2 separate regions of the Mus musculus genome follow, and region 1 is linked to region 2. The links are chromatin contacts, called in public promoter capture Hi-C maps. All regions are on one chromosome and are shown on one strand. The core of a region is the stretch at or near the end of the contact, and the rest is flanking DNA. Distances in the headings are between cores, read along the strand shown.

Evidence for each region. Promoter capture Hi-C pulls out the DNA fragments that hold promoters and counts their contacts.
Region 1: a promoter capture Hi-C map of hippocampal neurons shows a contact between it and region 2, with 7 times the contacts expected there. The contact joins the enhancer-like site here to the promoter of Mgarp in region 2. A contact is called at or near these places in 3 of 39 promoter capture datasets (hippocampal neurons, liver and pre-B cells) and 1 of 9 other capture datasets (adipose tissue).

Annotation. Positions count from the first base shown.
Region 1 is chr3:52,980,503-52,984,407 of GRCm38.p6, reverse strand. Cog6 (component of oligomeric golgi complex 6) reads left to right here. Exons shown (of 19, transcript NM_026225.3): 19 at 1,217-2,285. The coding sequence ends at 1,364. Among named protein-coding and RNA genes, the nearest start is that of Gm30402, 25 kb to the right of the region's middle. Within about 2 kb of position 1,272, at least 36 of the 459 cell types and tissues checked have an H3K27ac peak or open chromatin away from gene starts, as enhancers often do. A contact at or near this core is called in hippocampal neurons, where this site is marked.
Region 2 is chr3:51,395,021-51,399,268 of GRCm38.p6, reverse strand. Mgarp (mitochondria localized glutamic acid rich protein) reads left to right here and starts at 2,722. Exons shown (of 4, transcript NM_026358.3): 1 at 2,722-2,842. The coding sequence starts at 2,761.

The DNA.
Region 1 (3,905 bases), core at 23-2,522, 1.6 Mb before region 2:
CCAGTGTCCTCAGATCACCAAAAGCTTGATCACTGTCATATGATACCTTATTACCATAAGAGAAGCATCTTAGGGCAGCCAGAGGGAAGAGCAGTACTTACTTACAGGAGATGACTTTGGGTTGGAGACACTGCAGGTAGAAGACAGTGTTGTCTTTAGCAAGCTGAATGAGTGTGTTCATGAACTGTGTGGACCTCGGGGCTCAATGGTAGAGAATTTTCTGAGGGTCTGGGCAAACCCTGGCTTCAACTCCTAGCCCCAGTAAAAGCAAACTGTATTGTCTGCATAGCCCTTAATTGTTGAAGTTTTTCTCCTGGTGTGCATTGGATTGCACCCTAGGAAAGCTCACTCTCAGTGATCTCAGAACCTGAATGTGGAGAGAAGCTATTTTTAGGACCAGTAGGTTTGTGGCAATGCTGCGGGTTGTTAGGCAACGAGAATCCTAAGTACTGAGTAACAAGCTCCCTGATTCTAGAAGCAAGCAATTCATTTGTTAGCTCAGTGCTTTAAATAACTGTTTCAAATACAACCAGTTTACAGAGCATGGTTAATAAGAATGGTTTCTCTGTGTACTTCCTTACTGATCTGTACTAAGAGTTTTGAAATTTTGACACTTGTAACTGGGTAAACGATTTCTTAATGTTCAGCATTTTGAAGGACATAAGAAGTTGGTAGGAACGTGAAGATGATCGACCCTTAGTTCACTCACTTTTCTCATGGCAAATTAGCTCCGGGGTTATTCTATTACTCTGTGACTTACAGTGTGGCTCATTTATAAAGTCCTCTCTAACGTTTTGCTGTGTTGGGGAGCTTGTAAGTCTTGGAGAACAGCCTGGTCTTTTGGGTTTCACTTACAAGGCCCCACAAGAGAAACTGCTTCAAGAGATGAACCTTTACGTGACTCTACTCTTTGGAGATTAAATGTATTTTTCTTCGCTCATTTTTTTTTTAGCTTGTTTCAGCAGATGTAAGCCCATTCTAAGTGCAGGCACATCTATATGTGGGGCACTGTTCTGTTCCTCATGGCCAAGCACTGGGTAAAATGCAGCCCCTGGCTCAGGAGGGTGCATGTGACGACGGAGACTTTAATAAACAGTAAACACTGCCCACTAGTAGGAACTGGGCAGCGTGGGGCTGAAGCATGACATCATCCAGATGTGTGTGCTTGCGGTTGCTGGGCTTCTGTTATCTTCTGGTTGTGTTTGCTCATCCATAGGGAGCAGATTATAAAGCAGTCTACAGAGCTCGTCTGCAGAGCCTACGCGGAAGTGCATGCAGCCGTGATGAATCCAGACAACGCATACAAAGATCCAGAGAGCATCCTTCATAGGTCACCTGAGCAGGTGAAGACACTGCTCTCTTGATGATGTCGATGGCATTTGCAGATAATTGCTGCCTGGCAATGACACCAAGGGTGGTTAGGGTTTTTAATCTATGAGTCTTTACTTTGAAGATTGAGAATTAATAGTTTTCCTAGTATGCGGTTGTAGGTCAATTTCTTTCATTCTCAGCTAACATGGAGGTAAATCAATATTGACTTGAATCTGTAGGGAGCAATGTTCTCTTGCCCATTAGCTGCCTCTGCATAGCAGTGTAAAGGTCCCCGTGATTTGGGATTATAAATAGAGGCATAAAGTCAGCTGGGAGTTTCGGGATTAAGTACGATGACTTGTAAGTTCTGTGTAACATCTAAACCACAGCTTTATTGGCAATGAGCGTCCGCTTATGGAAGGTCCCGCTGCTTTCCTCTAATTGAATAGCTTCTTGAACCTAGCCCATGTTTCTGATCCCAAAATAGGTGTTGATGGGTTTGATGGGGAGAGAAACATTCAGGCTGTTGTCCCTTCCTGCTTACTTTCATGCCTGGTGCAGGTTTGTATGTATTTAAATAGACACTTAGCTGATAGGTCGGAAGAGAGGGAAAGACCCTTCAGCAGGCTTCCTGTGCAGACAGCTTCAGCCTGTTCCAGGACGGGCAATCGCCATACATTGTGCACTCAGTCTGTTTCCTCCAACCCCATCCTAGAAACTCTGTCTTGCACTCAGAGCAGAAGCAACTATGCTATCCATTGTGGTATCAACCTGCCGGGTTGGTCAGTTCAATGAATTTATATGGTGTATTTATCAAAACAGCATAATACAAGGCAGGAACTTACATTGTACATAATTTATTTCTACTGTGAAAAAGAGATTGATGTACTTAGCACTTTGTTTGCTAAGAGAAATAAATATTTTTTCTTGTTATCTGGTTTTCTTAATATATATTAAACTATTTCTGGAGCAGCAGTCTTTGTAGTATTTTTATACTTCTCTCAAATGCGTTTTGGAAAGAATACTGATAGAAAGGAAGTACAACAGAGGAGACAGATCCCGCTGGGATGTGGTGCGGTAGTAGGCTGAGAAGCTGTAACCACGGGTTATAAAAGCTAACATCAGAACAGCACTTAGGCCTACTGAGGGCCAAGCTTTATATTTTTGGACTGTATTGATTTGCATAAATATAACCTAATTAAAGATGCCTGATTCATGAGAATGAATACATGTCATGTGTGCAGAACTAGAGATTCAAGGTGGCAGTACTCCCCAGTAGCCACATCATGGAATCCCTGTGAAAACCCATCTGCCTCTTTTTTTTTTCTTTCAGAAATTGACTGTCAATAGCCAAAACACCTCAATTTTCAAACCAAACACAGTGCAACAGTACTCAGTGTAATATATTGCCACCTAAATGGGCCTACATAGGCTCTGTTCATCTCACTATAGGGTTATATTCTAATAAGCCCAGACTAAGGGACAGTGCCCAGTGGAAATGCGTTCCATCGACTTAACCATGAACTGCAGAGGTTGCCACACTGCATGAGTGTTAGAGCATCAGTGGGATGTGCTGGCTATTCTGGGCTGGCTTGGCTTTCTGCTGCTGTCAACGCTGACAGGTGCATTATGTCAGAAGCCCAGGAGGAACATCAAATTCCAAATGGGAGGTATGAGCTTTACTGAGTGGGTATCAGTATCATAAGGCAGAGAATTATAAGTGTTGCCTACTACACACCAGGACTGTGGTTGAAATGGAATTTAGAGTTCAGATGTAAACCTGTATATCTAGACACAGTTAATGTTTAAAAAGCAAATAAGGTTGCCAGAACTCTTCAGTAGATCATTTCACAAGTGGCTAGAGCAACTATAAATCTACCACATCTCAAACTATATTGAAAAATGAACCAGAGTGGATGGAAAACTGAAATATAAGAGCCAAAACTATAAAGAAAGAACCTAGTATAAATCTTTATGGTCTCACATTTAACAAGAGCCCACTCCCTCCCTCCCCCTACACATACACTTTTTATTAAGAATTTCTTTTCAATGACCCCCAATTGAAAGGAGATGGATTTCATCAAACATTTTTAAAAGTGTGTTTTAAGGGCAAGGCTTGTGAAAGTTAAGCCAGAGAAAACACAGTGTAGAAGAGGAGGTTAGCACTCAGCCTTAAGCTGATGAACTATTTGTCTTTGAGGGGAAGACAGAGGCAGTTTTCTTTTAGCAGTGTGATCTCTAGTATTTTTGCCACACTCAAGGGCAGATCCCATACCCAAGATTAGCTAGCCAGCACAGCACAACGCAAGGGATTTGAGACAGAAAACATGAAGTTGGGTCGGTGAGGAGGTAGATCTACAAGGAATTGGGAGAGGGTAATAAATGGTCAACTTCATTCTATGAAGTTGTCAATGAATAAACAAAATGTAAATAAGAAAATGAAAAGCAAGCCAGGCATGGTGGTGCACACCTTTAGTGCCTGCACTCAGGAGGCAGAAGGGTTCTCTGAGTTGGAGGCTAGCCTTTTCTACATAGCAAGGTCCAGGACAGCCAAGGCTGCACAGAGAAGCCCTGTGTTGGGAGGGGAGGGAGGA
Region 2 (4,248 bases), core at 1,473-3,972:
CAGAGCCTCTGGGGGAGAACAGCTAAGCCTCTAGAAAAGGCTGGACAGTTGGGGGTGGGATGGGGTGGTGGGGTTCGGATGCTGGGAGAATCGGGAGGCCCGGTGTGCTTTGATATGTTAAATATGCACCTCAGCCATTTGTCCCGGGTTTGAAACATGGATGTGACAGGAAGCATTTGCGAACTCCAAAAGACCACCAAGGAGCCATTTTCAATGTAATAGCATTAGGATCGCTTCATTACAAGCTCTGGTTTGGACTCTCCTCCAACCCAACTCTGCTGCAGCAGGACGGGAAGGGAAGGCAGAGCAGCTGCAAACAGGTTTGCTGCAGGACAAGTTTGTATAGGAAAATAGCAGCCAATGAGGGGATGAGGGAAGGGGTGCCCAGTCTGGCAAGCCTTTAATAGAATGACTATAAGCTGACAGGTGGGTGCTCTGAAGCAAGAAGGCATACAATCACAAAGGGTCTGAAAGTACGTCTGAAACAAGCAGACTAATCTTTGCTTCACTGTTGCTAGGAAGTAGCTAGGGAGTGGCTCTGGCCAAGGAAAGCCTGGGGTCCTTCCTAGGACTTGGGTGCAGCTTGGATTTTGCTGCCTGTCAAGTTCTCAGGCTTCTTCTTCTCCTTCTTCTCCTCCTCCTCCTCCTCCTCCTTCTCTCTTTTCTTTTCTTTTCTTTTCTTTTCTTTTCTTATCTTTTCTTTTCTTTTCTTTCTTTTCTCTTCTCTTCTTTTCTTTTCTTTTCTTTTAAGATGGAGTAGGTTTGGCCTCTCACCGTAAGCATGTATGGAGGGCAGAAGACAATCTTCAAGAGATGGTTCTTTTGTTTCCATTATGTGAATCCAGGGGATCCAACTTGGTCCTCAGACTTGCTGGTCTCCAGACCCCAAAGACCTTAAATTACCAGCACATAAGCCACAAAATCATGATTATTGCTGGCACTGGACCTTAACATTGTTTTCAAATTTCTGTCTTTATCAACAACCAAAGATTAACTGGAGGTCATCTGAGTTAAGCCAACTTATTTCTGACCCTCGGTGTTTTCTGAAAGAGAACAGAAAAATGTCAAGGATTTTCTCAAGGGCAGTGAAGAATCTGTCCCGCAGCCGGGAACTGTCTGCACCTTTAGTCAGCTACAGCAGAAACTAACAAAAATGCCCTGGGGTGATGGAGAAGCAGCTGAAAATTCAGTGAAACTGACAACCAAAGTGCTTGGGTGTTTGTTTGGGAAACGGCTCTTTAAAATATGAAAAGAACCCAGAGAGTAGGTCTGAAGCTCACAGTGTAGACATACCATCTCTCCCAGCTGGGGCGGGCATACAGATGCAACTATGTTCACTTACCAGACTGAAAGGAGCAGAGAAATCGTGACCCGGCACTGACTCTTCCATCGGGCTGAGCATACATCACGCATCGACTATGCTTCAGAGCTTTCCTCAGTCGCTTTACTCGGGTCTACAAGACTCACAACGCTCTGTGGTGGTGGTGGTAGTGGCCTATGCCTTTAATCTCAACACTGCGGAGGCAGGGGGCAGGGATCCTGGTTTCTTGAGACGGGGTTTCTCTGTGTAGCCCTGGCTCCTGAAAACAGCTGGCCTCGCCTGCTCTACAGAGCGATTTTCAGGACACCCAGAGCTACACAGAGAAAACCTGTCTCAAGAAACCAAGATTCGGGGCTGGTGAGACGGCTCAACTGTTAGGAGCACTGACTGCTCTTCCAAAGGTCCTGAGTTCAAATCCCAGCAACCACATGGTGGCTCACAACCATCCGTAATGAGATCTGAGGCCCTCTTCGGGTGTGTCTGAAGACAACTACAGTGTACTTACATATAATAAATTAAAAAACAAAAAACAAAACAAAAAAAAAAAAAACAAGATTCACAGTTCAGACTGGAGAGATGGTTTAGTGTTTAAGAGCGGTTGCTACTCCCCCCAGAGAGCCCTTTACCTAACTTTCCTGTTAGTGGATTGTTTTGGTCACACACACACACACACACACACACACACACACACACACACACGCACACACACACACACACCACCGCCTAGTGCCTTCAGTGGTTCATTCATTCATTCATTCATTTTTGAAGCGGGGTCTCTTGTAGCCTACGGTGTCCTCAAAGATCTTGAACTCCTGAGCATCCTACCTCCCCCTCTGAGTGCTGGGAGTAACTTCTTGCGCCACCATGTCTGGTTTTATGCGCTGTTGGGTATCGAACCCATGCTAGATAAACTCTTTACCCTATATTTAAAAGTCCTGGCTGGCTTAGAACTCAGCCATCGCCAGGGGGAAACCTTACCCTTCCTTTAATCATAAGCCTGTAAAGTCGTCTCTTAAGTTTCCCGCTACCTCTTCCTGGGAATGCTAACACAGTGTGTGGAATAAAGTGGTCTTCCACCTGGAGAATACATTCCGTCTGCGCATGAATCCTGAATCAAGCGCGCTTCTCTAAACGTGTCCTGCGTGCTCGGGAGATAACTCCATGGGACAGAGCGGGTCAGGCACGTAACAGCGACTTCTAAGCTCCCTAGCCTCTTCTGAGATGCAGCCATTAAGCGACTGCTGGGGAGCACGGGACTGCAACTCTATTAGAGCTGGGTAAGGGGACCAAGGTGCTAACCACTAACTCGATCCCCTTCCCACATCCCCCGGGGCTGGGACGCACGGGATCTGGAGTCCCACCCGGGGCGGGGCGCTCCCTGGCTCCTCCCTCTGAGCCTGGGTTGCTTGATCCGCTGCTGAATCTGAGCGCATCTGGCGATGTATCTCCGCAGGGCTGTGTCCAAGACTCTGGCGCTGCCCCGGAGGGCGCCCCCGGGTCCCGCGCCGCTGGGGAAGGACGGTGAGTGTCCCACACTTCTCTACCCGTCCAGGCTGGGCACCAGCGCCCCGAACCCTGGGCCAGTGAAGGAACAGTGAGGGAGGGTCTCAGGCCAGCCCTCCGAATTTCTTGGAAACTTTGGGAATAAGGACCTTTTCCAGGATGGCCTCTGAATCCAAATTAGACTTCCTGGGTTCCAGTCTTGAATTCCTGATCTCCGGCAAGTAATGTTCCTTCATTTTTTTTAAGTGACTGTGGGTTATGATCAGTAGATATGGAGTGAAAAGAACCACTTCGAAGAGGGTTTGGCTTTCTCCTAGAGTTCCACGGTTTTCTATTCAATGAACCACTAGTTTCTCCGAAGAGGTGAAGGAACGGATAGGTAGGTGGACGTGGGGTGTTCACGTGTTCGCAGGTGGGCCCTAGAAGAAGTGTCGGTTCACTGATCCCTGGCGGTGATAAACCCCCGGCTTCTTGTGGCCCTGATCATCCCTTCGAAGTGAGGCCTCGGGGTACTCTTCTGATGTTGCTGACAAGCTTGCAGCTCCGTCAGCTTCGGATTAGGGAATGCGTGAGGAAATGCGCTCTTGGAAATTTTCTAAAGAAGCAGCATCCTGGACTATAAGAGCTTACAGGCTTTGGGCTGGTTTGCAGGTCCTCTCCTAGCTGCCCACCCTCTCTGTTCATCACTCACTGGGGCACAGATCTTGGACACTAGAAAGTTAATTATTCTGTACTTTGCCCCACTCCTTGGGGCATCGGAGGCAGCATCCAAAGCAAAGATTTGACTGAGAAAGACAGAAAAACGCCTGTGGAAATCCATGAGCCAGAGCGAGCTTTGCTTTGCTTTGCTTTGCTTTAAGCACTTGTTCACCCTGCTTTGATTAGGCCTGTGTTGGTGGTGGATGGTCTCAAGAAAGAGATCTAGTCACCTATTCTTTTAAATGATGCTTAAAAGAAGTCTTCCCACAAGTACTAGAACGCCTTTCCCCTCTGTATGTGTATACCTCATAAGAGAGCAACTTGCAGAAGTGAGGAGACGCCATTTATTTTAAACTGATTATAATGGGGACTGTTCTGGTGCTCAGATAAAGAAAGAGATGAGACTGACCTCATCCTCCACAGAAAACTCTCTCTCTCTCCCTCCCTCCCTCCCCCCCCCCTCTCTCTCCCTCCCTCCCTCCCTCTCTCTCTCTCTCCCTCTCTCTCTCCATCCCTCCCTCCCCCCCACTCCCCCACCCCATCTCTCCCACAAGCACAGGCTTAGAGGCATAGGCACGCACCCATCAGAACCTGCATGTGCTCTGAGGTCAGCTTGCAAGAGGCAGTGGGTACCAGAAACTGAACTAGGTCTTGAGGCTTGGCTGCAGCCCCCTGTACTCCCTTGAGTCCTGCATCGACATCATACTTTCTTACATCCTCTGCCT